6 separate regions of the Mus musculus genome follow, and regions 1, 2, 3, 4 and 5 are each linked to region 6. The links are chromatin contacts, called in public ChIA-PET, HiChIP or PLAC-seq and promoter capture Hi-C maps. All regions are on one chromosome and are shown on one strand. Each heading gives the region's core, a stretch centred on a gene start, on an enhancer-like site or on the middle of the called end of the contact. The rest is flanking DNA. Distances are from core to core; before and after follow the strand shown.

What was found. Promoter capture Hi-C pulls out the DNA fragments that hold promoters and counts their contacts. ChIA-PET counts read pairs in DNA pulled down with a chosen protein or histone mark. HiChIP or PLAC-seq counts read pairs in DNA pulled down with a chosen protein or histone mark.
Region 1: a contact with region 6 is called in an HNF4G HiChIP or PLAC-seq map of pancreatic cancer cells. The contact joins the promoter of Stra6 here to the promoter of Csk in region 6.
Region 2: an RNA polymerase II ChIA-PET map of memory CD8 T cells shows a contact between it and region 6, with 102 read pairs. The contact joins the enhancer-like site here to the promoter of Csk in region 6. A contact is called at or near these places in 1 of 39 promoter capture datasets (stem cell-derived epiblast-like cells), 1 of 484 Hi-C or Micro-C datasets (CD8 T cells) and 3 of 115 datasets of contacts at active chromatin or transcription factors (effector CD8 T cells, memory CD8 T cells and pancreatic cancer cells).
Region 3: a promoter capture Hi-C map of pre-B cells shows a contact between it and region 6, with 2.5 times the contacts expected there. The contact joins the enhancer-like site here to the promoter of Csk in region 6. A contact is called at or near these places in 3 of 39 promoter capture datasets (the C10 cell line and pre-B cells), 1 of 484 Hi-C or Micro-C datasets (CD8 T cells) and 2 of 115 datasets of contacts at active chromatin or transcription factors (effector CD8 T cells and pancreatic cancer cells).
Region 4: an H3K4me3 HiChIP or PLAC-seq map of the 230-238 cell line shows a contact between it and region 6, with 20 read pairs. The contact joins the enhancer-like site here to the promoter of Csk in region 6. A contact is called at or near these places in 1 of 39 promoter capture datasets (embryonic stem cells), 1 of 484 Hi-C or Micro-C datasets (B cells), 8 of 115 datasets of contacts at active chromatin or transcription factors (the 230-238 cell line, CD8 T cells, the SCID.adh cell line and 4 more) and 3 of 9 other capture datasets (adipose tissue, embryonic stem cells and liver).
Region 5: a contact with region 6 is called in an HNF4G HiChIP or PLAC-seq map of pancreatic cancer cells. The contact joins the promoter of Sema7a here to the promoter of Csk in region 6. A contact is called at or near these places in 4 of 39 promoter capture datasets (the 3T3-L1 cell line, epiblast stem cells, hippocampal neurons and 1 more), 1 of 15 datasets of contacts at CTCF or cohesin (embryonic stem cells), 10 of 484 Hi-C or Micro-C datasets (the C2C12 cell line, Th1 cells, cortical neurons and 5 more) and 11 of 115 datasets of contacts at active chromatin or transcription factors (the 230-238 cell line, CD8 T cells, T-cell acute lymphoblastic leukemia and 5 more).

Annotation. Positions count from the first base shown.
Region 1 is chr9:58,132,562-58,136,181 of GRCm38.p6, reverse strand. Stra6 (stimulated by retinoic acid gene 6) reads right to left here and starts at 2,107. Exons shown (of 19, transcript NM_001162476.1): 1 at 1,734-2,107; 2 at 980-1,108. The coding sequence starts at 1,092.
Region 2 is chr9:57,338,332-57,342,398 of GRCm38.p6, reverse strand. No RefSeq gene overlaps it. Among named protein-coding and RNA genes, the nearest start is that of Gm39343, 31 kb to the right of the region's middle. Within about 2 kb of position 2,363, at least 103 of the 459 cell types and tissues checked have an H3K27ac peak or open chromatin away from gene starts, as enhancers often do. A contact at or near this core is called in CD8 T cells, effector CD8 T cells, memory CD8 T cells and 1 more, where this site is marked.
Region 3 is chr9:57,280,906-57,284,852 of GRCm38.p6, reverse strand. No RefSeq gene overlaps it. Among named protein-coding and RNA genes, the nearest start is that of 1700017B05Rik, 20 kb to the right of the region's middle. Within about 2 kb of position 1,297, at least 30 of the 459 cell types and tissues checked have an H3K27ac peak or open chromatin away from gene starts, as enhancers often do. A contact at or near this core is called in pre-B cells, where this site is marked.
Region 4 is chr9:57,965,590-57,969,663 of GRCm38.p6, reverse strand. No RefSeq gene overlaps it. Among named protein-coding and RNA genes, the nearest start is that of Sema7a, 28 kb to the right of the region's middle. Within about 2 kb of position 1,938, at least 95 of the 459 cell types and tissues checked have an H3K27ac peak or open chromatin away from gene starts, as enhancers often do. A contact at or near this core is called in the 230-238 cell line, B cells, CD8 T cells and 4 more, where this site is marked.
Region 5 is chr9:57,937,720-57,941,503 of GRCm38.p6, reverse strand. Sema7a (sema domain, immunoglobulin domain (Ig), and GPI membrane anchor, (semaphorin) 7A) reads right to left here and starts at 1,392. Exons shown (of 14, transcript NM_011352.3): 1 at 1,176-1,392. The coding sequence starts at 1,353.
Region 6 is chr9:57,643,172-57,647,205 of GRCm38.p6, reverse strand. It overlaps Csk (c-src tyrosine kinase), which reads left to right and starts at 1,553. Exons shown (of 13, transcript NM_007783.3): 1 at 1,553-2,211.

The DNA.
Region 1 (3,620 bases), core at 858-3,357, 490 kb before region 6:
AGCTGAGCTGGGGAGGCTGGGAGAAGGGGAGTCACAGCCTAGCTGACCGCAGGCTTCTTCTGCAGGTGGCCAGAACCCTAAGTCCAGAACAACAGCTCTTTCCCTAGGGCCTGGGTGGGGCCTCAGTCCCTGCTGGGTGACCCCAACCAAGCCAGGCTGAAGTCCTAGCCTCTGGGGAAACACTTGAGCATTTTTTCCTTCTCCAGTTTCAAGTTTTAATGGTGAACAGATGTGCACACATCTGGCTTAGTACCACCCGTCCACCCCATCTCACCCCACCCCTACCTCTCTGCTCTGCCTCACCTTTCAGGGGAGAGCCAAACTCCGGGTGCCTCAGAGGCAAGACAGTCTTAGAGGAGAGCAATACTATGCCATAGAAAACCCCAACTCCTCTGCAAGGTACCCAGACTAAACATAGATAGGAAGGGTCTAGGCCAGGAATTCTTGGGACAGCCATGGGGTGAGGGTAAACTGACCTACCTGCACACCCTCCTTGGACTAGCCTATACACTTGCTTCAAGAACAAGGTCTCCTCTCCCTCCATACCTCCTAAAACTCCCTCCACTCAGAGTGGTCCAGAGATAATGGTGCGCCAACGCTTTCCTCGGCAGCTCCACAGGGTTTTCTCCTACAGTTCCTGACTCTCCCATGCCTGTAAAGCCCCAGGGACAAACCCTACACCGAGCACCACAGAGGTCTGTGACACCCCCCTCCCCCCACACACACAGTGCTCCCCATCCTGGCTGGCTATGGACCACATGGCCTCAAGCCCTTCTTAATAATAGTTCAAGAACTGTTGTCCCCAGGTTTTATAGAAAGTCTGAGGCCCAGAGAGGCTGTGAGTCGCTGAGAGGTCACACAGCAGATAAATGGCAAAGCCAATCTTAGACACTCGCCCAGGGTCTCGCTGCCTCCATCTTGGCAACCTCTCTACCATAAACCGGCTCTGACGGCTGCCTGAGCCAATTGCCACACTTACCCCTCTGGCTGCACCTCCTCAGCTCCTAGAGGTTCCTCGATGTACCAGCTGCTGTAGTCATCTGTCACCCCGGAGGAGGTCTGGCTTCCATTCTCAGATGCCTGGGACTCCATGCTCCAGCTCTTCTTCCTTGACCCCAGACAAGAGGGGGGAGGGGCATACAAATGTGAAAAGAGGCTTAAAAGGAAAAAAAAAAAAAAGAAGAAGAAGAAACAAAGGAACATTTCTTGTTAATCCTAAAGGTTACTTTCTTGCTTTTAGCTCTCTGGGAAAAGTCGTCTGGGACTGCAGGTCAGGAGAGAGCTGGAGGAGGGATTGGGGGGGGGGATTGCGTGGGGGCAGACAGGAGTCTTCTCTTGAACTTCCCTACCCAATCGTGTGGTCTGACAGAGTGTTCTGCACCCCTGGGGGTTCAGGCTCTTGCTGGGAGCGCCTAGTGGACCAAATGACCTGTTACCAGCTGGTCCACTTTCAAAGATCTCTCTTGTGCAAACTGCCCGCAGAGACCCCTTCCTTCCCCGCCCCAAGCCCACCCAGATGGACCCACAGACAGAGTAGAAAGGGGGACCAAGGAGGAAGGAGCCGCAGAGATGAAAGGGTGGGCGGGCGGGCTGTGGCTGGCTCCACTTGGTCTGTCCTGCAGCTGGTCTCTCCACCCCTCCTGCTCTGGGGTCCAGCCCAAGCCCTCCCCTCTTCACCAAGGCTCCCTTGAGACCATCCCCCAGTCTCATTTGCCTTTAGTCAGCCCCTTTACCTCTTCAGCCTCACTGCTGGGAACACACCATAATTCTTGATGAGACCCCGAAGATGGATGGCTGCTGACCGTGCACATGCCTACCTCCTAGCACCTGCCCCAAGCTCTCCTGCCTAAGCATAGCCCCTCTTCAGAACCCAGCATCGTGGCATCTTAGGGCAACACCCTACTGGGGCTGGCTACAGAGACAGGGAGGGAACCTATCCACATGGTCTCCTGAGTATATATGAGGGAGAGCACACGTGTTACACTAGTAAAACCTTTTTGTTCTTACGACTTGATTTCACAAGAAGATAACTCACCCCCACAGGCGGAAATGAGTCCTTCAAACTCAAACCAGACCTGGGAGAAGATGAACTTCGCCTGCCTGCCGCTGTTCTTGTTCCAGCCCCGGTGAAGGGGTGAGGGTTTTCCTATCCTCCCAGAGGAGCTGGACCCCTGGCTGCCCCCTCCCTTCCCTGGCCCAGCCTGTGGGGAGGAGCAAGAGGCAGACAAAGCAGAGAGCTGTTCTCAGCTCAGACCTGACATTCTGAGGCTCTCAATCCTTCAGTACTCCGCAGGGGATTTGGGCCACGGTCTTGTACAGATAAGCTTTAAAAGCATTTTTATTGCATTTATTTATTTTGTGGGTGGGTAGTTGGGGAGGGGGGATCAACACATGCCATGGCAGAAGACAGCTTATAGCAATTGACCCCCTCTCTCCATCATGTGGGTTCTGGGGAGGACAGAATACTGGTCACTGGTCCCCGGTGGCAAACACCTTTACCCACAGAGCCATCTGACAGCCCCCTCTTCCTTATAAAAACACACTCATTCATTTATTCTTTCAACAGAAGCTTACTGACCACCTACTATGTTCTAGGACTGCTCTGGATGCTGAGACTAGAGAAAGCACAGTTCAGAGGTCTAGCCTACCAACATATATAGCCTCCAGAGCCTGGGATTTGCAGGGGGAAGATTGTCCTGACCAGTCCCATTGGGAACTGTGTTTGCAAAAGAGCAGTGGGAGGAAGGAGAATTCCTGAGGAAAGTCACCTTTGGGTGGAGCTCCAAAGGACACCAGCTGGTCCCCAGGCCCAGATAGCAGAGAGGAGCTTGCTTGTTCACTGTAGAAGGAAGCTCCGGGGTGAACGTTCAGAGTGGACAGAACCTCAGTCTCACAGGCCCCTGCAGCTGGCAGCCAGGCCCATGAGGCCAGGTGGGGCCTGAGTCCTGTGAACCCTTGCTGCCTCCTTCCCAAACATCCTATCTTCCAGGAAGAAGGCTCTGCCTTTCTCCCCATCCCACAGAGGAATTGTGAAGATGGAGCTTTCTCGGATACAACTCAGAAACCTACGCTGAACTGTCTGATATCAGGGGTCAGGCAAATCCTGCCCCTCAGGCTCTCTGGGGACAGGGATCTACCTTCCCTGCTCTCTTTCTTTCCCTTAGGACAGTGCCTGGCTCCGAGATCACAGAGATTTTAGATCCAGTCTGGCAAAACCACTTCTTGTTTTAGTGCTTCTTCTTCACTCATGGTCCTATGTCATAAGGCTGCTACGTGCCAGGCTTGCTGGAGCTCTCTGCTCCAATGCCAGAGCCTAGCATACCCTTCACCTCTCAAGGGTCACAGACACTCAGCATAGAGAGCAATCAATCCATATCTCAGCCCTGCCTCTCATGATACTGTTAACAAAGAGCTCAGTCCTAGACTATGGCCATTGCCTGAACAAGACAATCGTTAGATACCTCTACCTGTCAACTTTGTTCTGCCTTAGAGGGATTCCCTGCCACCTCCCAAGCCTTGTTCATTCATTCATTCATTCCAAATATCTTATGTGATAGTTGTGTCTTACCTACTGATGTCACCTACTGATGTCCTTGAGATTTAACATGTAGGGAGGTAGA
Region 2 (4,067 bases), core at 1,114-3,613, 310 kb after region 6:
CTGTTCTGTCGATGATTTACTAGGAAAGTTTCTGTTTTCCTTTGAGTCATAGTTTCTCCATACACCTGTCAGCCTGTTGTGATTTGCTGACAAACTCATGCGGGCAACAGACCTAGGGACCTCAGATGTCCAGCAACCCAGGGCCTGCCCATTGGTATTGCCCTGGAGTGATTCCACAAGGGCATGGTGGTCAGTCACCAGGAGGGCCCTGGTCTGCAGGGTTAAGGCGCGTCAAGCCTGGAGGATCCAGAGGCCAGTAAGGGTTAGGTGTCTAGAAAGAAACAAAATAGCCTCCCAGCTGGAGGAATGATGGGGGAAATGAGAAGGTACCTGGAGTAGAGCAGCTAGAATCCCACTTGTACCCAGGGGAGCCAGGTTCTTCAATGCCTTTCTCAATTTCTTGTATTTGCTTCTTTTTGAATAGCATTTGTTTTTAAAGTCGGGTTGTAGTTGGTCTGAGCTACTTTGTGGTTCTTCTTCTTCCCATCCTTTATCCCCTCCCCCCACCCGGCTGCCCCACACCACCCTGGGTTTCCAGGACACAGAGAGATAGAGATCCCTGCATCTAATTTCTTTTATTTTATTTGCTTCCTGATTACAGCTACTAATAAATCACAACCAACCCCTCCAAACAACCAACAACCACAGACCCCACCTGTGGGGCTCTAGCATTTATATACCCTCTGAAATTTCCCCAGAGTTCCAACCATCACACAATTGCAGAAACTATCTATAGCTGGCAAAGCCATGCCTCTGCTAAAGCAGGAGGCAAATCATAGTCAGCAGCTGTGAAGCACCCCATATCCCATACCTGGGATTCAAACGAAACCATATTCCCATCATATTTCTGTGTTTTTTAAACAAACCAAAATTCTCACTGCATGGGGTCTCATTAAAAGATTAAAATATGCCGGGTGTAGTGGTGCACTCCTTTAATCCCAGCACTCGGGAGGCAGAGGCAGGTGGATTTCTGAGTTCGAGGCCAGCCTGGTTTACAAAGTGAGTTCCAGGACAGCCAGGGCTACACAGAGAAACCCTGTCTCGAAAAACCAAAAAACAAAACAAAACAAAAAAAAGATTAAAATACTAAGACAATGAGAATGATAGAACCTGGGGGCTGGAGAGGTGGCTCAGCAGTTAAGAGCACTGACTACTTTTCCAGAGGTTCTGAGTTCAATTCTCAGCAACCACATGGTGGCTCACAACCATTTGTAACTTGATCTGATGCCTTCTTCTGGTGTGTCTGAATATAGTAACAGTGTACTCAAATACATAAAACAAATTAAATAAATAAAATATAAGAATGGGAATCATTCAACAGTGGTATCAATTCACATTGTTTTACCATGTTTGTTTGTTTGGTTGGTTGGTTGGTTAGTTGGTTTTTACTGCTTCATCCAAAGCAGGAGGCCATCTTCCAAAAAAGATGTAAAATAAGCATAGAGACATTCTCTTAAAAAAAAAAAAAAAAAAAAAGCCGGACGTGGTGGCGTACGCCTTTAATCCCAGCACTCGGGAGGCAGAGGCAGGTGAATTTCTGAGTTCGAGGTCAGCCTGGTCTACAGAGTGAGTTCCAGGACAGCCAGGGTTACACAGAGAAACCCTGTCTCGAAAAACCAAAATATAATAATAATAATAATAATAATAATAATAATAATAATAATTGTAAATAGCTGATAGTTCAGAAATTTTCATTTTCCTACAGAGGTGAAAGAAGAAAAGTGACAGAGAAATTGCACCACTGCTAGACAGACAAACAGAGTTCAGAGTGAGACAGATAGCGATCAGACTCCAGGTGTGGGATAAGCAACCTCAAGACTCCGCTGAGTCTTCCCAACCACAGTATCAGACATGTCTTTTCTCAATCAGACTACAATCATAATATTATACATGGATTTTCTAAAGCATCCTTGAGCCAAGCCTGGTCACCGAGACTGTAATCCCTGCTACTCGGGCGACTGAGGCAGGAAGATCTCAACTTCAAGTCCTACCTGGGCCAACTTGAACAAGTTGATATCTCAAAGGATAAAGTAAAGAAAGAGGCTGAGGAAGGTAGAGCATTTGTCACCCTTGTGGATTCAATCCTTGCCTCTACAAGGCTATTAACAATAACAATAACTTGTCTCCCATCTTCCCGGTGGGAGGGCAGAGAGGAATGGCTAAATCCTAAGACAAGGAAGCCTCCCTGTGACCAAATCTTCACTCTTGCTATTATCTCTGGGCCCAGTACACCTGAGATCCTTCATTGGGTCTTGAGCTCCTAAGCCTGTGGTTTTCCTCTGGGTGGTGACTCAGTGCCCACAGCCTACCCTGCATGCCATTTCCCCCTATCCGGGCCTTGTTGACTGCTCTGAGTAAGAGGTGGCTCTGTGGTTTCTCTGAAGCAACAACCACAAACTGCCAAGCCCACCTTACCCATCCTCCACTCCCCACCTTGTCTGTCACTCTCCTAGTCCCACCCCCAGGCTGTCGACTGAAAGAGAAACAGGGAGGTTTATATGTTTGTGCACTTGGTGCTATGCATGAGAGTGGAAGAGACCCCCATTCACCAGGCAGGGAGAGTTGGCTGAGGATGAGGATGCAGCTCAGCGGTGGAGTGCTCGTATATTTAGTCTTCATCACCTGCCCCTCTACCCACATGTGGGCAGGATGTGGGAGAGGAGGGAGAGAGATGGTGTAAGGCAAAATGTCTTCAGGGTTTCCTTTGGGGTAACCTATTTGCTCATTTACATGTATTCCTCAAAAGCGACTGAAACCATGACAATGGACAAGAAGATGAGATACTCAGGCACCTCTCCAGTGAAAACTGAGTCTTCTGGTAGCAAGAGTTCTGCTGGCTCTCAGCGCTCCAAGACTTCCTGAGCCAGGGGACTTATCTGATTCACGCTGACACTCTTCACCTGGGAGATTATTGAGTTGGCTTGTAAAAGCTCCATGTGGGGCTTGGTTCTGATCCATAGCTCTCAGCAAGGCAAAGCTGGGCTGAAGATGGGCACACCTTGCAGCTTACCGTCTCCTCCATCTTTGCCTCTCTTTTTCCTGGCTTGAATAGCAAGAGCCTCCCTGCCTGATAACCGTCCTGCATCCTACCACCCAGTCATTTGGCTTCCAAGACAGACAACCCTCCCATGCCTGGCTTCCAAAGGCCTGCCAGCCTCAATTGTGCCAGAGAGGTACATTAACAACCAACCAAAAGGAGGAAAGAAGGGGCCCAGGGTGACAGAGCCACCAGAGTACCTCAAGGAAGGCACTATCCTATGGTGTGGTTAAATCATTCAGGTTAGCACTGGGGAATAGCACCAAGGCAAGAGGCTGTGGGCCTCTTTGCACCTGAATACTGCAGCTCTGCACCTGAATACTGAATCTCTCTTGGCCTGGATGAAGAACAGCTCTCCACTTGTCCATCACTATTGACTTAGATCCATTGGTTCTTATAAGTGGCCCAGCAAGGCTGCACTGTCCCTGGCTTTCTTCCCAGACTCAGATGCTGACTGGAGACAGACGCCATTCTGGGTGATGATGACCTTCCAGAGGCCACTGTAGAGCTCAGTGACTCAAGGGAGCTGCCCTAGGTCAGAGACTGAGAAAGGAGAATGGTCCTGTCTTGGCTATTGTTCTACCACTGTGCTAGGATACCATGACCAAGGCAACTTATAAAAGAAAGTGTTTAATTTGGGGCTCATGGCTGCAGACGGTTAGAGTTCTTAACTATCATGGCGGGGAGCATGACAGCAGACAGGCATGGTGCTGGAGCAGTAGCCAAGAGCTCACATCCTTATCCAAAAGTAGAAGGCAGAGACAGTGACACTGGGAATAGCATGGACTTTTGAAACCTCAAAGGTCACCCCCCAGTGACACACCTCCTCCAACAAGGCCAGTCCCTAATGTTCCACCAACTAAGGACTTTAGTCAAATATATGGCTTGTGGGGTCTGTCTCATTCAAATCACCACAGAATCCTTATGGTAATCAAAGAAACCCCTGTATTGTGACCCCCTTGAACTTCACACCCACCTAGGAGATCATGTCTAACAGCTTCTAGCCTTCAATGGTGCTGGACATCACCCC
Region 3 (3,947 bases), core at 48-2,547, 360 kb after region 6:
AACTCACTCTGTAGACCAGGCTGTCCTTGAACTCAGACATCTGGTTGCCTCTGCCCCCCTACCCCAAGTGCTGAGATTAAAGGCATGTGACACCACTGCCCGGCTTGAAGCTTTCTTTTTAAAACCATTTGTGTATTTATTCAGTATATCTCTTCTGAGTGCCCTTCATAATTCTGGGCCTTATCTTGGCACTAGAGATACGAAAGCAAACAAGGCGACATCTGAACGAGCTCAGGAAATCAGCAAAGAGTAAATATATAATATCTCTTTTCTCATATTTAAGGGCTTGAATCTTTTTTAAAAAATATTTTTAAAGATTCATTTGTTTATTACACTGTAGCTGTCTTCAGACACTCCAGAAGAGGGAGTCAGATCTTTTTTATGGATGGTTGTCAGCCACCATGTGGTTGCTGGGATTTGAACTCCAAACCTTTGGAAGAGCAGTTGGGTGCTCTTACCCACTGAGCCATCTCACCAGCCCAGGCTTGAATCTTTTAAGTTGCTCCAATAACTAGTGTTCATTTTATCTGTGCTAAAATGGAGTATTAAAAACAAGACAACAAAACTCCCAACATGCATGTCCTGTAATCCCTACATTTGGGAAGCTGAGGCAGAAGAATTGGTGAGAGTTTGATGCAGTCCTGAACTGCACAGAGAGTTCCAGGACAGCCTGGGCTAAGAGAGAAATGCGATTATAAAGCAAAACCCTACATCACACCATGAGAGAGCCCATGGCTTAAAGAAAGAGCCCACTTTCTGCTTTTTAAACAAAGGGGCCTACAGTTAATTTCTTTTATTCTTTTATTCTTTCTTTCTTTCCTTTTTTCTGGGCTTTGCAAATCATAAAGCTAACCCCACACACAGTGCTGGGGCCAGTCAGCTCTCGGTGGCTCCCAAGTCCACACAATCAATGGTATCGCATTAATAGCCTGGAACGGCCACACTGGTTGTATTAATAACCCAGATTTCGAGCAAACGCTGTAAATCCCCCTTTTTTTGGAACTTGTCGTTAATCATTTACCAGCCTCCCACCGAGGAGAGCACTCAAGTCTGAGGAATCTCCTTCCTTCCCTCTGCTGTTCAGTTCTTTTGTTTGTTTGTTTGTTTGTTTGTCTGCTTGCTTTGTGAAGTTTTTGAAACACGGTCTCCATAATAGCCCAGGCTGCCCCGCCCCCATGATATGCTCCTGAGCCCTGAGATCACTGGTTAATTGTTTTTATTGCTTACGTTGTGCAGTGGAAGAGAAATAAAAAGAAGACAAGGAAGAAAACAGTTTCCAAAGCCTGTGACAGGCACTGATCCAGCCATTTCATCATCTCAGGGGTGAGCAAGCAAGCTGAGAGAGGCAATGGGGCTCACCCAAGACCACACACCCACGCCCACTGAGCTGGCATTTGGACCTGGAGTCCCAGCAGCACTCTGTATGGAGAGGAAGGGGCTCACTGGAGCTGTGTATCCCCTGTCTCTTGCACAATGCCCAGCACAGGGCTCCGAACTTTCAGGCCATGTAGGCAGGTAGAGGGAGTGTAGAAGTCCCAAAGTTTCCTCTTGATCTTCTTTCCGAAGAAGCCTACCTGAGCATAGGACAGAATATTGCAGCAGCCACCAAGTAGATCAGAGGTACAAGTACTCAACAAGCTGAGAGGACTCTCAGCCGTGCTCTCGGGACCAGGGAGGAGAGAAGGCCCGTGAGTCTCCCCTGGTCCCAGTCTTTTTGTCTCACTGCTACATAAATGTCTCATGGTCTCAAGTAGGAAGGAGCCAATCACAAAGCACTCCCCCCCCCCACCCCCTGTGGGCAGGGAAGAGGAAACAAGCTCCCAGAGGGAATGACACTCAAGAGAGCTAGGAAGGGGGAGGCAGGAATAGAAATCGGCACCCACTACCAGTGGACTCTTGTAGAAATTCTCCTTGATCCTGGTTGGCCTGGAAGAGGTTGCTCCTCCTTGGCCCTAGTCCAGCTGTGACCAGTCTTTCCAGAGCTTGCGTCCTATAGTACCTAGAGTCATTCTTCACAGAAGAGCCTCGGCCTTTCTCAGCTCCTACCTCAGGAAGCCCTCCTGCCCAGAATGCCTCCAAAGGGCACCCCCTTGCTAGCTGGGGGGCTAGCCTCTTCTGCACAGCTCCCCTCCCCAATCCATAAGGCTCTTGTCCTCTCAGAATGCATGAGGGACTAGAAGGAGGAAGGATTATGGCTTCTAGTTATTGCTGTCACCAATTCACCCTGTGACTTGTGGGTCCCCTACTCTCTCTGAGCCTTAGTTCCTTCCTCTACAGTCACCTGGGAACTGAAGTCCTACTGAGCACAGGGCACAGCTGCTAGGGCCCAGAAGCATCGTCTAAGCTTGGGATCTGTCCAGACACATTGTCATCTAGACACACTTTGGCTTTTTCTTGCTCTCCCCACTCCGGGGTAGAGCTTGTCTTTGGCCCCACTGCAGGGGACTCCTGGATACTAAACATAGAGGGGTATTGGGAGATCACCTGCAGTATGCTAGCTTTGCCTTTCAGCACCCCTCCCCAGTGTTAAATTCTCCCCATCTATAGCAAACCCCATATCTGTGAAATTGAAGTGCCCCTGGAAAATGCTAACCCCTACCCCCAACTATCGAACTAAGGAGGGTTCTGGGCATCCAAAGATGGACTCCCACCATGTCTCTTTGCAGAAACCTTGCTCCTTAGACACACAAGTAAACAGACCCAGCACGTTGTGGGAGTCCACGGGGGACTTGCCAATGCTGCAGTAAGCCATTGTAAAGTTTGAACACAGGGCTCTCTAGTCTTGGCTGCTGGGGATGGAAGCTCCAGGCTTTTGTGTTTGAATGTTACTTTGAACTCTTCTGCAGCTCCCACAGAGCAGGGGGGCGTTGGGGGCTGGGGAGACAGGACTCAGGGACATTGCAGCATCTATCTTGACACAGAGTCACTGCTCTGGGTTATCAGAGGCTGAAACAGAGCTGCCGTATAGGTGTGGGCGCTTAGCTCGCAGCTGTGGCCTCTGGACTGTGTATGCCAGGCTGAGCCTGTGGACCACGACGGTGACTCCGCCCGCGCTCAGGCGGCGCTTGGAGTAAACAAAGGCGCACTGCGCCTGGGGGCTTCTCCTGCAATCGGAGCGCAGAGTTACATCACGGTTCCCTGAGGGCGCCACCCTGGCAGCCAGTCCCCCGTGGCCCAAGCTTGCCCATGTCCGAGGGGCAGGCAGCTGGCAAGGTGCCAGGATGCGAAACTTTGCAAATTTTTCTCTTGAGGCTTTCAGGGCTTTGTTGAAACATAGGTTTAGACCCAAGACCGGAGTGTACAAGGACTGTACCTCAGTTTCCCCATCTGTGAGACTAGGTGGCAATGATAGGCTTCTGGGTCTCCCGCCTGAAGTATGGGGGAAGCAGCCAGGGCGAGGGCTGAGATGGGCTGTGACCAGTGACCAGAGGCCAGCTTTGTGCTGTCTACAGAGCAGTTTAGAGGGGGTGCTTGTAAAACCAAGTGTCCTAGGACGTACCCAGCCGCTGCACCCCTTTTTAAGTCTCCTTGGAGTGTAGAGCTCAGCCACCACATAGGAAGCACAGCTTTGAGTCTTAGCATCCACCTGTTCTCACTTGCTCTGGGCGTCAACCCTCTAGCTGTTTTGTGACAATTGGTTGAGTTGGAAAGGTATTGGGTTGCACACCCTGGACAGAGCTTTCCCATCCACACTATCAGCTTCTCTGCGGGAGCAAGCTGCTGAGAAGATGGTGGGCACCCGAAGGCTGCTGAACAAGGCATGACCTATTACCTCAAGGGACACTTGCTGGGTCTGCCCCTGGGCGGTCCAATGAGCGTCTAGCCAGTATCCAAGTATGACTGCCGAGCACTCAGAAGGTGCTGGGACCCACTCTGGACCTTAAAGTCCATATAAATTGTATTATGCTGAAGATGGCTGAGATTCAGTTGATGCCCCCTCTCTCCCA
Region 4 (4,074 bases), core at 689-3,188, 320 kb before region 6:
GTCTACAGGTGGAGTTCAGGAAGGGCTGGCTTAGGCAACAGGCCCTACACCTCCTCATTCCCAGGCCCAATCTGAAAACTCTCCTAGGGCTACAGTTTGACCCAGCTGAGAAGTGACTCTGGGTTCCTGTGGTGGCCGGTGTGGATTGCCAACCTGACACCATCTAGAACCATCTGAGAGATGGGCCTCTAGGCATGCCTATGGAGAATGGAAATGAGATTAATTAATGAGGAAAGACTATGTTAATTAGAGGTGAGACCACGCCCTGGTCAGGGGAGCCTAGGTGATAAGTGGAGAGAGGACTCTGGGACAGTATCTGATCACCGCTCTTTGCCTCTTGAGTGTGTTACTCAATGCCACCAACTGATCCAGGCTCCCGCTACCCTTTGAATTCTTGGTCACAATGAACGTTAATCCTTAAACTTTGAGCCGGAGTAAACTTTATCTCCCTAAAATTGCTTTTGTCAGAATATTTCTTCACAGCAACAGAAAAAGAAATGAAGACTAGATAGAGCCCTAGTCATGCAGGATGCAGAGTGAGTCAGGGCTCCTGAGGCAGCTGGGAGACAGAGACACTCAGAGCCAGGGGCAAAGGTCCTAAAACTATCTGGCCTATCCCAAGAGGCCAATGTGCACAGTGAAAAGGTCTCACATCTGCTAAGAAGCAGAGGTGACATGGAGGTGAGAAAACCTCAAGGTTTTGAAATGTCCCACCCCACCCCCGACACCTTCACCTTGATGGGAACCCTCTAGATTCTGCCCACCCCTGCTTTCTTGGGGGAGGGGGCTGTGTGTAGGCGGGAACAGGCAGTCAGGAGCCCTGGCTTCTAGGCCTGGCTCTAAAGATCAGGTAATTCTGGGCATGAGACTGGTTCTCCAGGGCATCCTCTCCCTGTCTGTCTAATGGCGGACTGTAGAATCTACACCATGACTCTGCCTCCAAGGGCTACTGGGAAATGACACGGTAAGACGGGGCTTTGTTAATAGAATTCTGGCGCCGGCCATAGGAAGAACCATCCCAGGATCTCAGTGTCTTCCTCTTGGCGTCCCCTAAAGCTGTCCCGGGGAGAGGAAGGTGATTGTGGCTTCTGCCGGCCCACTTCCTGCAGCAGGGAGCATGGGGGAACTCACACTTCTGCTGTGTCACCTGCTCACTCATTTTTGCCACAGGAAAGCTCTCTCAAGAGTGAACCTCTAAGCCCTATAGGTCAAACTTGATGTGCTCCTTACAGTACCCAGCAACCATGACCAGAGCTGGAGGAGGGCTCCAGGCTGGGAATCAGGACATGGAGCCCTGGTCCCACATCTAAAACAAAGGACTTACCCTCACTGGGCCTATGAGAACAGGCCTCCCTTTTCCCTGCAGTGCCCAGAAGATGGAAAGTCCAAGAATTTCAAGGCAGGAAGACATAGGACTTCTTACCGAAAAGTGTGGAAGCCCTAAAATAGGGAGACACTCCTAAGTGCAGCATGAAATATGAATGGCTGGACAGAGATGCCGCTCTACCCAGAGGAGTCTGTATGTAGGATGGAGCCAACTGCCATCGCTGGTCTCATACCTCTCCTGAATCCTTCTTAATCATCCCCACGTAACCCCAGTGGCTCCTACTCTCTGCCACATGCTGCAGGCTCTCTCGCAAGCTCTCGGCTTTGCCCAAAGCTTCCATTGCCTGGAGACCTGCAGTTTGCCTAAGTCCCCACGAGAACCAAGTGGCTAGGTCACCATTATCTGGAAGCCCAGGAACCAGTGGGCTCAGTTTGTTTGGGTGGGCAGAACAGGAGGCAGACCTCAGCAGGCCGAAGAGAGGAGTGCTGACTCAGGGTCCCCAGGGCCAGGACACAGAGGAGCCGGCCAGTGGCTTGGGCAGATTGTGCAGACAGTCTGGATTGCGGAGGAGCTGGCGGGCGCGGGCCCGGCTTGGCGCGGGTGGCTGTGGGGGAGGCTGGAACTGCAGACTATTTTTAGGCTCCTGTTCGATTTGAGAGACAAGGATGCTCCAGGCTATAAGGCTTTGTTCACTGGGGAAAGACTAAGGTGGCCCATTCCCCTGTAAGTCACCATCACCCCACCAGGACCTCAAGGCCTTCAGAGTTTCCTCTTTTGCCCCTAGGGACCGGTGTTGGGGGACAGAAAGTGGACTGGACACATCTCCATCAACCCCCTATGCAAACATTGTGTGGAGAGGTGATTTCCATACCATTTGCAAGCTGCCCGGCTTCCTGAGCAGAAGGAATTGAAAGTCCCCTCTTAGAAAACTCTCAAGGGAGCAGGGCATTCACCCAGGCATCCAGGTCCCCCTTGAGCTGCCCTTCTGAGTGGCAGAAGAGCTACAAGCTAAAAAGCACCGATGGGGGCAGCAACCCAGTGGTGGAAGATCCACATGGGCTCCGAACAACAACTATGTTCCACTGGGTGAACTGGTCTCTCCCTGCAGAACATGGGCTCCCTCATTCCATCTGTGACCATCTTACTGAACACCTACTATATGTCCCACACTGTTCTAACTGCTGGAGATTCATTTGGGAACAAGACAAAATTCTCCACGCTCTGTGCTGGCCAGTAGAAATGTGATATTGAGCTACAGAGATAATTATAAATTTTCTAGTAAGCCACATTAGGAAAAAGGTTTTGTTTTGTCTTGTTTTGTTTTGTCTTGTTTTGTTTTGTTTTTTAAATGGGTGAAATTAGCTGGGTGCAGAGACATAGATTTGTAATCCCAGCAGCCTGCAGCAGCAACAGAAGGAGCCTCTGTGAGTTCAAGGTCTATGTGGGGTGTGTTTCAGACCTATCAAAGTTACACAGTGCAACTCTGTCTCAAAAATAAAATAAAACAAATAGATTGTGAGGGACGGGGGAGGCTGGAGAGGTGGCTCAGAATTTAAGAGCACTCACTGTTTTCTTATAGGACGTGGGTCCTCACCCGGTACCCATATCAGGCAGTTCACAACTACCCGTAACTCCAGCTCCTGGAGATCCAACACCCTCTGGCTTCCAGGGCACCGGAACACAAGGAGCACATGAAGTCACGAAGGTGTATACATGTATCCATAACAAAAAAAAAAATGGATTTTAAAAATAGCCGGGTGTAGTGGCACATGCCTTTAATCTTAGCACTTGGGAGGCAGAGGTAAGCAGTCTCTGTTTGAGGCCAGAGTGGTACATATGGTGAGTTCCAGGCCAGGGCTACACAGTCAGACACACCTCAAATAAAACAAAATAGTAACAACAACAACAAACCAAATCTGTCATTGCAATGTGTTGTCCACATAGCAATTTAAGATAAATGCCTGTCCCGTATTTAGATTTTTTTGAAGTCCAGTGTGTCTTTTACCATTCCTAGACATCTTAAATCAGGTAAGTCACATTTGGAGGGCACAGTGACCCCAGAAGGGTACAGTTGTAGAGGAAAACACTCATTTGAGTCAGGAGAAAGAAATACCACAGTTGATAAATGACATCTGTAGCTGCAGGAGCAATAGCTAGGTCAAGTAACAGGCCTGTGTCTGTCCAAGGTGATGCAGGCCCAACCTTAAAGATGGTCCCTTCTCTGTGCCTCTCTAAGACCATTTACTCTGCTTAACCTGGAGCAACTGCCTGTCTAAGTGCAGAACCCTTGTCAGGGTCAAGGCCAGCGGTTCTGGCACCAACTGCCTCCGGGATGTGGTCCTGTGTCATTCCCTTTGTGGGGCTGGCTCACTGCCACTGGTGACCCTGACAATATGTTTATTTTCTCCCCAAAGTTTCTTTCTCCCTAGCTAACCAATACCAACACGAAAGAACTTCCTGAGGCTGATTTAGCTGTTTCAGATTGCTTTCCACAAGCCCACACCCACAGACCTCCTGTCTGGCACCCTCACCGGGATCACCCACCCTAGCTGGGATGGCTCCATTTTCTTCTTCGGCTAGATAATGGCAGACTAAAATTAGGCTTCGGAAGGAGTTCTGAACACCAAAGGAGGAGTGTGGTGTTTTGGTTGAAGCAGGTAAGGATCAGGTATGAGAACTAACTAGACCTCAGGCTGCACCCATCTTATCATCCCCACTACCATTCCCCACCCCTGCCGTGTGTCCTG
Region 5 (3,784 bases), core at 143-2,642, 290 kb before region 6:
GCTGCGGCAGTTCGGGCCACTCATTTTATGTGGGTTTCCCCCCCTCTGCTAAGAATACCTGCCCCAGATAATGCTCAGACTTCCGCAATCCCTGCAAACTGCCAAGGCATCAAAGGGACAGTAGGGACAGACAGGACAAGTACCCCCAGCCCCCGGTGTGAGTCCCCCATCACCACTAGGGGAGGGGCTGCAGAGATGCCAAATTTGGGTACAGAGCTGAGTTTGTCTGGGGGCGGGGAGGCATTTGTGTGCAATGCAGGGAGGGAGCTCAGTCCCTAGTGGCAGAAAGCCTCCAACCCCAACCTAGCCAGCTTTCTGTCCCACCGTCCGTGGTTCTGAACTGCGATGCCCGAAGGAAAGACTCCAGTCCCTCAGGTTCTCATATTCACTACAGTCCTAAGGATGCACACTCCTCCCCAGATACGCCGCTTGGGGGTCCCAATGGCCTCGCCCCACCCAATGGGCACTGTCCCCCCTCCCCGTGCTAGTGCCGATTTCTGGTGACAACTGCCACGTGCGGGCAAGGGGGGAGCGGCTGGTCCTAGCATTACGGAGACAGCGCCCAGGTGCTCGGAGCCCCTGCACCGCACCTTGTCCCGGTTCGCCGCAGGGTGCCCACCCCCTTGCCTGGCCCGCGCTCCGGGCCGGGGCGGGGGCGGGGGCAGGCGGCGGGGTCTTTGTTCCCGCAGCCCGAGCGCAGCGGCGGCGGCAATGGGTCCGCGCCCCCTTCACCAGCCGAGCCCGAGCCCCGCGTGCCAGCAGAGCTCGCAGCTTGCAAGGAGGAGGTCGGGGTGATGAAGCTGGCCAGGGGAAAGAAGGGTTCTGTATAGTAGACCCCGTGGCGGAAAGCCAAAGAGCCTCGGTGAGACAGGGGCCCGCAGCCTCCCCCCGCGCTCGGGCGCTGCGGCTCCGGCTCAGAGCTGCCGTTGGACTTGGAGCGCCACTTAGCTGGGCCCGGGCCCCAGCCACTCGCTCGCACGCTGCAGCGCTCCAGCCCGCTCCGGCGTGACAGTACGCACACTCACAAACACTCACCCGGACCCACACGCTCCCTTCGGGGCCAGCCTGAGACCCGCAGAGCTGCGCACACGCACTCTCTCCGGGTGCCGCACACTCTGCACCCGCCCCGCAAGGCGTCCGATCCCGCGCCCCGCCGGCCGCGCGGCGCCGCCTACCTTTCCAGACGGCGGAGATGCGGGGTCCGCTCCTCGAGTGGCCTTGGGCGGAGGCGGCGGCCACCCAGAACACCAGCAGAAGCCGCAGCCGCAGCGGGAGCCCGAACCGAGCCGGCAGGCTGAGGACGCGGGCGCGCGGTGCGCTGGGGGCGGCACGTCCGGGAGGAGGAGGCGTCATCCCGCAGCCCCGGAGCGACAGCGGCAAGCAGCCGAGACTGAGACAGCGCCCGGCCGCAGGCAGAACCTAGCGCCAGGAGGCGGAGTCAAGCGCCTGACCCCACCCCGCCCCTCCCCCCCGCCCCTCGCAGCCTTTTCTAGCTTTGCCGGTGGCCCCTTGCTTGTGCGGTGACCGCTGCCAGGAAAACCTTCGCTACCCGCACGCGGGCAACTCCACCGGGAGAACCCAGCTGCAAAGAAGACAGACTTGTGATCTGTCATGAGGGGCAGATCCCATCCCTCCTCTGGGCTTCAGTTCCACTTCCCTCGCCCCAGTGGAAAGAAAGGCCTAGGAAATCCGTAAGGATCTCTCAGCGCATGGATGAGTCTAACACCGGACAACCCCCCTTGCTGTCAGCTAAGTGGTTTGTAGTCAGAGAACCATTCTCATAGAATGGGCTTGCGGGAGTGGGACGCAGCTCTCTGCTGATCCTATCAGCCGGAGCAGGATGCTTTCCTCTGTGGAGGAGAGAGGGGAGGTCTAAGATGTGTGGGGTGCCCACAACGCCCCACGATTGCTCTGCCTGAGAGAACACTGGGAATTTTTCATCTTGGCCTGGCTCCCTCCTCTCCCTCTCCTTTCTCCTCCCTTCCCCAGCCAGCAGCCTTCTGGGCTGCCTCCCCCCAGCCAGCTGGTGTATGCTCAGAAAATCCAAACTCATTTCCATGTGCACTGAGGGGGATATAATTAGGAAGGCCCCTTCCCCAAGAAAAAAGTGAGGGGCACAAGACTCATAATCAGAGAGGGAAGGTCAGACCAATCGAAGGGAATCTTTCTCTGCCTAAGGCTCAGCTACATACCAAGGGCAACCTGGTGACGCGGTGGTAGTTCCATCAGAGGGTCCAGGCCCCTCTGCAGTCACCTGAACAACCCAGGAAACTCTGTCATTGGCTTATGTTTTCAGAGCCACTTTGTCTGCTCTTCGTAAAAGGGTCTCCCATGTTCCTTGGGCCAGAGATGGACAGATTCCCTACCTCTGCTTGTACCCAAAGAAGCTATGACTGGGAAATCCATCCAGGTCAGCTTGTCCCAATCTATTGCTTACTGTATATGTAGTCTAAGATGTACTGCACCAAGAAGAGACAGGGCAAGGAAGAGGGAACAGAAGTAAACAAAGACTTGACCTTCAAAACCCACAGACCCAGACATACTGAGCATGCTGTAGACACAGGCAGACCCTGGGCAGGATGCCCTGACCTCAGAGCCAGCCTCTTCACTGCTCCACGGGCAGGGAGGTTTTGATACAGCGAATCTTAGCTCTGCCAATTGTACAGTCTGCTTCTAGTTGTTTTCTCCATTCCTAAAAGCCCCAAAGTACCCTAGCCACTAAGGTGAATTCCTCCAGATCTCTCTGTGGGGAGGGGTCTAGAGACACTACAGGGCTGTGCACGGAGTCACTAGCTTCATGATGCCTAAGATCACAACCCCAGAAAGAAAAGCCTATTGACAGCCCAAGAACTCCTTCCCAGGCCTGCACTGAATCCTGTGGCCCTAAAGTTGGCAAACTGACCAGGCCAAAGTAGCTTCTAAGAATGATACTTGCTTTCTAGCCCAGTGACTCATATTCTGGGCAGTTATGCCCTCCAGTATCTTCATTTCTATAAATGATTGGGGCAAGTTAAGAAACCACCCATCCCTGCCTTTAAGAACCAAGCATTCAAGTGCATCTGAAATGAAAACATTACCCATGTGCACAGTAACTCATAAAATGCAACCCACTTCCGCCTACATCATTCCTCTCAGACCTACATTTTTTTCCTCTGATAAGGAAACATAGCTCCAACTTAGGGACAACTCTGAGGCATCCAGGACAACAGGGGTCCGTCTGAGATCAATTGGAAATGAATGAATGGAGACAGAAAGCCAACTTTTCTGACTTTAATAACAATTGCCAATAGTGTGGTTACTATTACATGCTATAAACATTCCACTGCCTCATTTTTAATGCCGACTTCATGATCCTAGGAGTTAGGTGCTATAGTTCCTCTCTCTATAAGCAGGGGAATTAAGGCATAGAAAGGTGATACAATCTACCTAAACTCACTCGGGTGGACAGAGACAGTGGCAGAGCTGGGACTTTAACTTAGGTGGTCTCTCTAGGGCCAACACCTTTGCTTCCATCAGTGTAATGTGCCTTTGCGTGCTGCCGCTGGTACTTGACTGCAGTCTGGGTCCAAACAATCCTCAGAAGGACCCAGACAGGGCTAGGTTACCACGTGCTGAGCAGAAGGGCAGGCCAGGGGCCAGACTCAGCCTCCTAAGCAATAGGGAACAGATGGAAACTAGGGGTAGAAGCCAAGGCGTTTGTTTTTTTTTTTTTTTTTTCCCAAGGCTGCATGCTAGAGTGAGAAGTGCTGAAGGCCGTCTTTTCTCCAAGACAGACCCTGGGACA
Region 6 (4,034 bases), core at 304-2,803:
AGTACCCTCTTTCAGTCCTGGTCCTTAGAAAGTGCTCCTACACCTAGCACCTCCAACGGACTTTCTGGCTTCTCTCTAGCCACTGTGCTTCCATTCTGTGGCCCTCCCATACAGGAGCACTGCTTGCTCCTGTAGCTGAGAGCAAATTGCTCCGGGAGGATCCCGGACTCCTCATTAACAATGGTGCATAATAACAGCCCGTGTTTAATTGAGGACTCACCACGTGCCACTTGCGCACCGAGCACTTCAAACCTATTAACTCATTTCCTCTCCACAAAACCTTACAAAGTTGGTGGTACCGCTCTTGCTCACTTTACCAAACCACAGTGGAAAAGGACAGACAGAGATTAGCTAACTGGTCCGACGTTGTTACACAGCCAGTGACAACTTCCCTATTGCATCTCAGCTGAAAATAAAGCCCGGAAGAGTTCCAAGAAGCTCTGTGGTTCTTTGGCCCTGTAGCTTGCAGGACTGACCGCATCTCTTTCTGCTTTCCCCTACACACGAAGTAAGTCAGGTCTCCCTGCTGTGTTCCCAGATCTAGAAAATCAACCCATGTTCCCTTCTTTCCTGTTTCTTGTGGACCTTGTACCTTTTTTTTTTTTTTCATTGTTTATCAATTTGTTCTTTGTGACAATATTTTTGCAACAACCCCTCATGAGAATTTGGCAGATATAGAGGTTTTAAGAAGTGGACTCCGGCCGGGTAGTGGTGATGCACACTCTTTTTGTTTGTTTGTTTTATGTTTTGTTTTGTTTTTCGAGACAGGGTTTCTCTGTGTAGCCCTGGCTGTCCTGGAACTCACTTTGTAGACCAGGCTGGCCTCAAATTCAGAAATCCACCTGCCTCTGCCTCCTGAGTGCTGGGATTAAAGGCGTGGGCCACCACCGCCCGGAAATGCACTCTTTAATTCTAGCACTTGGGAGGAAGAAGCAGGCAGATCTTTATGAGTTCGAGGCCAGCCTGGTCTACAGAGCAAGTTCCAGAGCTACATAGTGAGACCCTGTCTCAGAAAAACAAAAGATAACAAAAAAACTACAAAGGAGGAGAAGGAAGAAGAGGAAGAGAAGGAAGAAGAGGAGGAGGAGAGAGGAGAAAGGAGGTGGAGGAGAAGGAAGGAGAAGGACGGTGGTAGACTACAGAGCAGGGGCTGTGTAAATGCATGCTTACTGTCCCAGAAGAGTCTAGGCCTAGCCTCCACTATAGAAAGAAAACTTCGCTGGGGGGGGGGGGGGGGGGAAGAGGAGGAGAAGGAGGAGGAGGAAGCAGAGACGGTGGTAGACTACAGAGCAGGGGCCGTGTAAATGCATGCTTACTGTCCCAGAAGAGTCTAGGCCTAACCTCCACTCTAGCAAGGAAGCTTCGCCTAGAGGAAGCTGAGAGGTTGGCTCTAGCATGCTGGTGGCCCTCTGAAAGGACCTTCGGGAGCCTTCGCGAAGGCCAGCAAGTGGGGGCAGGGCGTAGACGCGGACACACCCCCCGCATTTCCTCCAAGGTCCAGCAGAGGGCGCCGACCCACGCCCCGCTGCTCGCCCGGCAGGCCCCCTCGCGCAGGCGCGCCGCAGCGGGCGGAGGATCCGGGCCGCGCTTCCTCTCACCAGGCCTGCGAGCTTCCTCCCATCGGAGCCCGGGCGAGCTGAGGTTGGCCGCCGCCGCTGAGCCTGCTGCCTTCCTTGCGCTTCCGCGCCACCCTGCGCCCTGCCCCGGGGAATCCCACCGGGGTGGGGTCCGAGCAGGGCCAACCCGGGCCGCGCCGCCGTCGGGGCCGTCCCCGGGCCAGCCGTCCCTCCCGCCTGGCCAGCCTCTGGCCGCCCAGCCTCCGGGGTGTGGGGCTTAGGCAAGCCCTGCGAGCGGCGATCGAACGCCCGGGGCGGCCCCCCGGCGGCGGCGCGACGTCCCCAAACCGAACCTCCGTGGCCGCGTTCGGAAGCGGAACTCTGCCGGGGCCGCGCCGGCTACATTGTTTCCTCCCCCCCGGACTCCCTCCCGCCCCCTTCCCCCGCCTTTCTTCCCTCCCCGCCTGGGGCTGCGCGGCAGTCCCCCTGCCTGTCTGGCTCCCCTTCCCTCTCTTTTCGCATCCATACACCTCTTTGTACCGCACCCCCTGGGGACCCCTGTGCCCCTCCCCTCCCCCTTGGCCGCATGGACTGTCCTGCAGGCCACTGATGCCGCCCTCGGTGAGGAGGCCTGGACCGCAGTGCCCCCAGAGAGGTGAGTGCTGGGCAGCCCCAAAGGAGGTGGGTGTCCTAATGCCCCCTAGAAGGGAGGAGGTCGCTCGTCCCGCCTCTGTAGCCACCACCGCCGCGCCCACACCCATCCCCCCAACCCCCCACCTCCCAAACGGGTTCGAATTCTCCCGGGAATCACTGTCAGAACACTACTGGGAATGAGCCACAAGGGAGGTAGTACTACCCAGCACCACGAGAGAATTGGCTTAGGTCTGCAGAGTCCTACCTTCCCACCCCCCAACTCCCGTGAGGAGAGCAGAGTGGGAAGTGGCTGGACCCCGGAGGAAGAGAAGTGGTATGGGCCGGACTCCCGGGCGTTTGCCCTTTCCCGTTCAGGGCTTCCCTGAAGGTATCCTGGCTTGTCTGGTTCTGAACTCTACTTCAGTCGTTGCACAGAGGTTCTATTGGCTCCAAGCAGCCCAGGGCCATGCCACCTCCCTTTGTGCCTGATAGAAGGCCGGGTCCTTGAACTAAGCCTGTCACCCTTGACCTGCCAGAGGATCAGGCTTAAAGCAAGGGACCTCTGACCCTTGGGTGGAGAAACTGGGCAGGGCTTCCAGTCTGCGTAGAGGTGACACTGGGCATTGGTACTGTACCCCGTTCCCCCCACCCCCACCCCCAGCATCCTCATCAGTCTATTTTCCCAGGCTTCTCAGGACCCAGACCAGTTATTTGGAAGGGGTGTGTCCAGTCACTGGATCTTTGGAGCTTAAGTAGGAGTTTTTTTTTTTTTTTTTTGATCATTTTGTATAGCAGGGAACTGAGGCCCAAGGGGCAGGTCATATTCCAGGCTCCTGATGGAGGGAGGCTAGCTGTCTCTCATTCCCACTTCTGCAATGATGGATGGCTGGAGGTGGAGGGGAACCAGACCCACTCTGTAACTACCAGGGACACTGGCAGTCTCCAGCCTGACCCAAGAGGGACCTTGTGGGGTGAGCGAGCACGTGTTCCCTTGCAGAGGGCTAGAGAAGAGGGAAAGGGCTTCCGGCCTCAGTGCTGTCTTCTTACAGGCCGAGATATCGTATGCATTGCTTATAAGACTTCCTCTCAGTGCGTGGGACTGGGTCCTAATCGTGTGGGCCATCTGTGTGGTGTGGTGTGGTTAGGTGTGCAGAAGCCTGGTTCTGGGCAGCTTTGAAACAGCCTGGTAGTTAGTTCTGACCCTGCCTTTCCCACATTTACCAGATGGCTCAGTCAGAACCTGAATGGGGTCAGCGTAGGCAGAGTGGCAGACAACCTTGGACTGAAAGTGTCAGTATGGGGGAATGTTGACACTTGGGGCTTGTTTCTGTCTCCCTGGACCCTAGATGTCGTAGTGTCTCGGTAATGGCCACAGCAGGATCAGGCCAGAGGCACTAAGGTTGGCAGAGCAGCAGGATCTTCTAGACCCCTCAGGATGCTGAGCTCTGCCTAGGCCCCCGTGAGCCACAGGCTGTTTTGTCTTGCTCAGGCCCTTGCCCTTGGTTAAGGTTTTACCCATTGCTCTAAGAAGCACTGGGGTGGGGGTGGGGTATACAGTCACATCGCCTCATGCCGACCCGAACTTCTTCTGTCTAGCCTTAGGGGTTGTGGCTAGGCCTGACATGGCTGGGTGCTTCTTACTAACTTGGCTGCAAGGGTGTGGCCAGAGTCCAGAGATCTTTTAGAAAGCAGCCTCATTTAGGCTAGCACATGTTCGAGGCTCTGAGTTTTGTTTGGTGAACTAATTTTCCCCGATCAGCAAGGGCTGGTCTTTCTGTAAAAGACCAGGAAAGCAGGTGCCTTCCTCACTACAAGGCACTGCTCTTCAGAGGGCAGTCCTCATGG